Linked DNA regions of Mus musculus: region 2 is linked to region 1. The links are chromatin contacts, called in public Hi-C maps. All regions are on one chromosome and are shown on one strand. Each heading gives the region's core, a stretch centred on a gene start, on an enhancer-like site or on the middle of the called end of the contact. The rest is flanking DNA. Distances are from core to core; before and after follow the strand shown.

Region 1 (2,700 bases), core at 169-2,668:
CTTCTTCGACATCCTTGTAAAGTGCCAGGTAAGTGCATTCTGTGGAGTGGCCTGGGCTGCTGTTGGTGGCCTGTGCTGCTGTTGGTGGCCTGTGCTGCTGTTGGTGGCCTGTGCTGCTGTTGGTGGCCTGTGCTGCTGTTGGTGGCCTGTGCTGCTGTTGGGTGCTGGCCTTTAGGGAGGTGCCAAGACACCACTCAAGGGGTGGGAAAACGCAGCCTAGGATATGGGAGGCCAAAGCTTGGGGTTCCTTGACTCCTGGGTATCCAGTCACTGCTGGGAAACTGCAGAAAAGCTGGGAATGAAGTCCTCAGGCCACGAAGAGGCTGGCCAGGACTGGATGCTCCCAAACTCTTGGACATCCAGGCGCTGCTGGATCTCAAGGGTTAGAAACAGAATTGGAGGCCTGCAGGCTGAGGATGCTGAGGGTGGGAGCTCCAGCTTAGTTCACTGGTGAAAGTCCTTAGCTTAGCAGTGGTTGTCTGGGAGCACAGAGGCCTTCTGCAGGATGTGGCTTGGTATCAAAGGCTTTCTCCATGCTCCCCACAGCAGATAGACAGTCCACGTTTATCCATGTTTATTGACTGTTCAGTGTGGAAAATGGGTACATACCGTACCAAACCAACTCCTCAGGGTGGGCCAGAAATTAAATACCTTTTGCAAGGAGGAGTGTCTAGGGAGGGAAGCCTATTGGGTAAACCCTCAGGGTCTCTAGGTACCTCATTAGCATGGAGAACTGTTTTGGTTCACGTGTGAGAGGTGTGGCACATGTTCTAGGCCAGGAATCCAATAGGGAGGAGGGACACCCCTACAGTCTCAGGTAGGTGCCTGGGTGTTGGGGACTCTGAACCCGCTCAACCATCCCACGTTTCCTGGCATGGTCTACTGTCCCACAGGGCTCTTTGTGGATCAGGCATTATTTACTTGCCTGTCATTCAGAAGGCCACTAAATGCCTTTGTTACAGGGACGATTTGGGGCACCAGGATGCTCTTGCATCATGCATCTAAGTGGAAAGTCAAAAGTGTGTACAAAGAGCAAGCGACCAAGCCCGCTCAGTCAACAGGTTCTCCAGCGCGGGAGTGAGGATTAAAAAGAAAAAAAGACAGTTTTGTAGCATGACCCCAGTCAATTCTGAGACTGAAGGCAAATTTAATTTTCCCAGTCCATTTTTTATACCATTTTAGTTACATGCAAGTATTAAGGGTGAGCAGTACAATAAGGAACTAGCAAGGCAGTGGGCAAAGTCCCGTGATACTCCCGTGACAGTTGTTTAAAAGAGCTTGTCAGAATGACCGAAATACTTGGGCCCACTTCCTTGTCCAAGCCCAAAATCTTGCCTGAAGCCTACTTCTTTTGTTGCACCCGAAGATTAAAATTCCTGCCTTACCCTACTTCCCCATTATAGCCTAAAGTTAGATTCTTGCAGAAACTTACTTCCTTAGCATATCCTAATGCCAGTTCCTGCCTGAGCTTATGTCCCTGTCATGGGCAATGTCAGATTCCTGCCTGAAGCCCATTTCCTTGTCCTTGGCCAGTGTCAGACTCCTGCCAAGCGGCACCCCAAAAGGCTCTCCACAGGCAAGCAAGAGACAGTGTGGCAGTGGTACTATGAAGAAAAAGTAAAGGTTGAAGGGCTAGTGGGTGGTCAGAATAGGTAGTGACTTGGGGAACATCTGTTTTGTATACAACTGCTGTTTTTTTAGGAAAAAAAACCCTCTGCTGGGCCGTGGTGGCACTCGCCTTTGATCCCAGCCCTTGAGAAGCTGAGGCAGGCAGATTTCTGAGTTTGAGGACAGCCAGGGCTACACAGAGAAACCCTGTCTCGAAAAACCAAAAAAAAATACAAAAAACAAAAACCAAAAAACCCTTCTGGGTTGCCATTTGAATCATTTGTGCAAACAGCTTCAAACATAGGCAGTAGATTATAATTTGTTGGCCCCCTGGCCTAGGCCATTCTAGAAACACATTATAAAGAGAAGATTTTAATTTTGAAACTGTCATACCTGACATTTTAGTGTCAAATCATTTGTGACCAGCTGTAGTAGTATAATATACTTACGAAGCCCATTTCTCCATACTACTTGCTTTAGTCCCATTCTATCAAGTTTCGGGTCTGAAGACAACTTTCTGAAAAAAGCTAAAAGAAATGCTTATGGATCTAACTTCGAACAGATGATACAGCTTGGCATTCTCCTTTCTGACTGTTATGTTTCAATTTGTCTCCATCTTTAGGGGTCAAGATTAGATGATCAAAGATGTGCTCCTCCATCTGCTGCCACTAAGGGGCCGACTGTCCCGGATGAGGACTTCTTTAGCCTCATCTTACGCTCTCAAGCTAAAAGAATGGATGAGCAGAGAGTTCTGCTGCAAAGAGATCCAAACAGAGACAGTGAGTTTGGACTAAAGGAACTTTTGCAAAATAACGCTTTGTTGGAATTTAAGCATTCGGGAAAATAACTAGCAAACCACAGGATGGTGTGGTAACCTACTGAAGAAAAGGACTGGTCCCCTCAGGACACTGCAGGGAGCTCGCCACTGTAGCAGTCACCACATTTTTAGGGTGTGAATGTTGAGTACTGAGGGACTGACATTCTTCTGTCTCAGGGCAGAACGTCCTGTAAGGTGCTCCGTCAGCTTAACTGACCTTGAGATTCTGTGTGCGTGACTAGATTCCTTGGCTAGGGTTTGTGTAATAGGGATTT
Region 2 (2,700 bases), core at 47-2,546, 280 kb before region 1:
CCGTGTAAAAAGGGAAAATGGTCCAATCGAGAAGCAGTGATGCTCACCTCTAACCCCAGCTCCCTGAGAGGCTCAGGCAGGACAGCTGCTGAGCCAAGAGAGCCAGGCCACTCCAGACAATGAAGTGAAACACAAGCAAAAGAAAAATTAAGAGTAAATGAAAATGATTCCACCAAATGAAGAATGTATTCTTTTGAAAGATAAGATGAGGGGCCAGGCACTCTGAAAGTGTGCCATAGGCCAACCCGGCCAACACTCATCCAGCCTGAAGGATCTTTCTATGAGGAACCTCAAAATTAGGTCATTTAGCCAGGTGTGGTGATGCACGATTTTAATCCTGGCACATGAGAAGTAGAGATAGGAGATCTGTATGTGTTCAAGGCCAGTCTGGTCTACATAGCAAGTCTAGGCCAGCTGGGGGTACAGAGTGAGACCCTGTCAAAAAAGAAAGACAGAAAGGGAGAGAAGACAGAGAGAAATAAAAATTAAAAACAAAACAAAACAACCATTTATACCCCTTTCTACTTTGTGAACCAGTACCAAAAGAAGAAGAAAGGGGGAGAAGAAGAAGGAAAGAGAAAAGGAGAAGTAGAGGAAAGGAATGAGGGAGGGAAGGAAGACGGAGGGAAGAAGGGAGGAGGGAGGGAAGGAGGGAAGGACGGAGGGAGGGAGGAGCAGTGGTAGTCTTCATAGAAGTTGCCCTCATCCCCACTGTCCGTCACACTGACCCACAGACTCCTCTCCCTGACAGCTAGCTCAGGAGAATACTCACAGGTTTATAAACGTGCTGGTCACACTGCTGGGAAACCGAAGGTTTAGAGAGCTTCCCGCCATTCTTTGTAAAGACACCTATCTGGGTACAATATCCAACATGCTCAGATCCAGCTGGCGGTGTCCCTACCCCAGTAAACTCCACACGGTAATTGTAGCAGTTTGCCACGTGTAAAGCCCTGAAATCAAACAACAGAGTGAAACCACTTCTCTGAACATACAGGTATGGCCAAACAGTTTATCAAACAAACGATTCCTAAGCGCCTTCTTGTCAGCGGTGTTAGGAAACACGGAAATATGACGAATCAGAGAATTTCTAAGCCAGGCATGGTGGTGGGTGCCTATCAGGCCACTCAGACTGAAGAAGCAGAGGGTTGGGAGTTTAAAGCTAGCCTGAGCTATATAAGGAGAGACCACCTCAAATAAAAAAAGATCTAAAGTTACAGATCCCTGTGCATGCACAGGATATTTCACTTTCTGTAGGGAACAAAGGCACATTTTCAGCTTCTGAGTCACTATAGGAAGAAGAAAGGGAAGCTATGGGTCAGACAGAGAGTAGGGGTGGGTGAGGAGATCTCAAAGACTTCAGCCTAAACTATGCACATTTGGAATTTACCAAAAAAAAAAAAAAAAAAAAAATAGTGCACAAACCAAGAAGTCACCCCTCACAGCCCAGACCTTCCCCATTTTGGCCCTCATCCTATGCCAACACTGCAGTGCCTCTTAAAGACATCTAGTAGGCACACACTCTCCTCCTGCGGCTTTCCTTGTGCTCTCACTACCTTGTAAGTCACACATGGAGACCTTGCTGGAATGAAGTAAGAAACAGCTTAGGTAAGACAGACATATCAAAGCTTATTTCCTATAACAGGGTTCCAACCAAAACAAACAAACAACCAAACAAACAAAAAACCTTCTGAACTTACCAGGTCTGAAACTCCATTCTGCTCCACTCAAATTTATGGTCGGCGTCCCTCAGGGTGACTGTAGGAAACAGGGGGTTGAATTCAGCATTTGGGGTGCTGATGACAACCATGGCTGGTGACAGGTATCCAAAAACCACATCAGGAAATCTGGCCAGATCATCTGAATCCAAGTGTTCTATTCTAAAGTGGTTAATAACAAAGATGAAATTAATGTGGCTTCACTTCCCTGGTTGAATATTAATGTAATGAGTAAAAATAATTCCTACCTGAATATTGATTTCTCAGTCCTTTGATAATGCAACAGTCCTGAACCCATGAACAATTGTTTTTATGTCTGAACCCTTCCCACTCCCAGCTCCGTTCAGGATGATCCGCCAACTAAGATTTCTGCTGCATTCTATAGAACTCATAGCAGTACTCCTTATTTATTTATTTATTTAAATAGTTTTTCGAGACAGGGTTTCTCTGTATAGCCCTGGCTGTCCTGGATCTCACTTTGTAGACCAGGCTGGCCTCGAACTCAAAAATCTGCCTGCCTCTGCCTCCTGAGGGCTGGGATTAAAGGCATGTGCCACCTTGCGCGGCTGGTATTCCTTTTTCAAAGCATCTGAGTTTGTATAGTCCTTGATTTGCCCCAAGAACACAACATTACTGCTATATGCGCTATTCAAAAATGCATTCCCAGGCAGCTGCAGAGAGAGTGCAGCAATTCTGAGCACATATCGCTCTTACAGGGGATCCGAGTTTGGTTTCTAGAACCCGTGTCAGGTGACAAACGGCCACCTGTAACTCCAGACCCAGGGTAGCTCACACCTTCTTCCAGCTTCCAGAGGCACCTGAACTCACACACACTTGTGGACATGCTTGGACCTCAGTTCAGATCCCCTGTCCTCACAGACACAATCTGGCCTTGGAACACACATCTGTAACCCCAACACTGGGAGGTGGAGATCAGAACAACTGGGCTGCGAGAGTGAGATGAGGGTTATACAACATGATCACA

The links. Hi-C and Micro-C count contacts between places; a contact is called where the count stands out from the background.
Region 2: a Hi-C map of bone marrow-derived macrophages shows a contact between it and region 1, with 21 read pairs. The contact joins two enhancer-like sites. A contact is called at or near these places in 1 of 484 Hi-C or Micro-C datasets (bone marrow-derived macrophages) and 2 of 9 other capture datasets (adipose tissue and liver).

What each region holds. Positions count from the first base shown.
Region 1 is chr3:108,679,334-108,682,033 of GRCm38.p6, reverse strand. Gpsm2 (G-protein signalling modulator 2 (AGS3-like, C. elegans)) reads left to right here. Exons shown (of 15, transcript NM_029522.2): 14 at 1-28; 15 at 2,231-2,700. The coding sequence ends at 2,455. Among named protein-coding and RNA genes, the nearest start is that of Clcc1, 27 kb to the right of the region's middle. Within about 2 kb of position 1,418, at least 7 of the 459 cell types and tissues checked have an H3K27ac peak or open chromatin away from gene starts, as enhancers often do. A contact at or near this core is called in bone marrow-derived macrophages, where this site is marked.
Region 2 is chr3:108,956,792-108,959,491 of GRCm38.p6, reverse strand. Henmt1 (HEN1 methyltransferase homolog 1 (Arabidopsis)) reads right to left here. Exons shown (of 8, transcript NM_025723.2): 6 at 1,698-1,877; 7 at 773-950. Among named protein-coding and RNA genes, the nearest start is that of Henmt1, 18 kb to the right of the region's middle. Within about 2 kb of position 1,296, at least 19 of the 459 cell types and tissues checked have an H3K27ac peak or open chromatin away from gene starts, as enhancers often do. A contact at or near this core is called in bone marrow-derived macrophages, where this site is marked.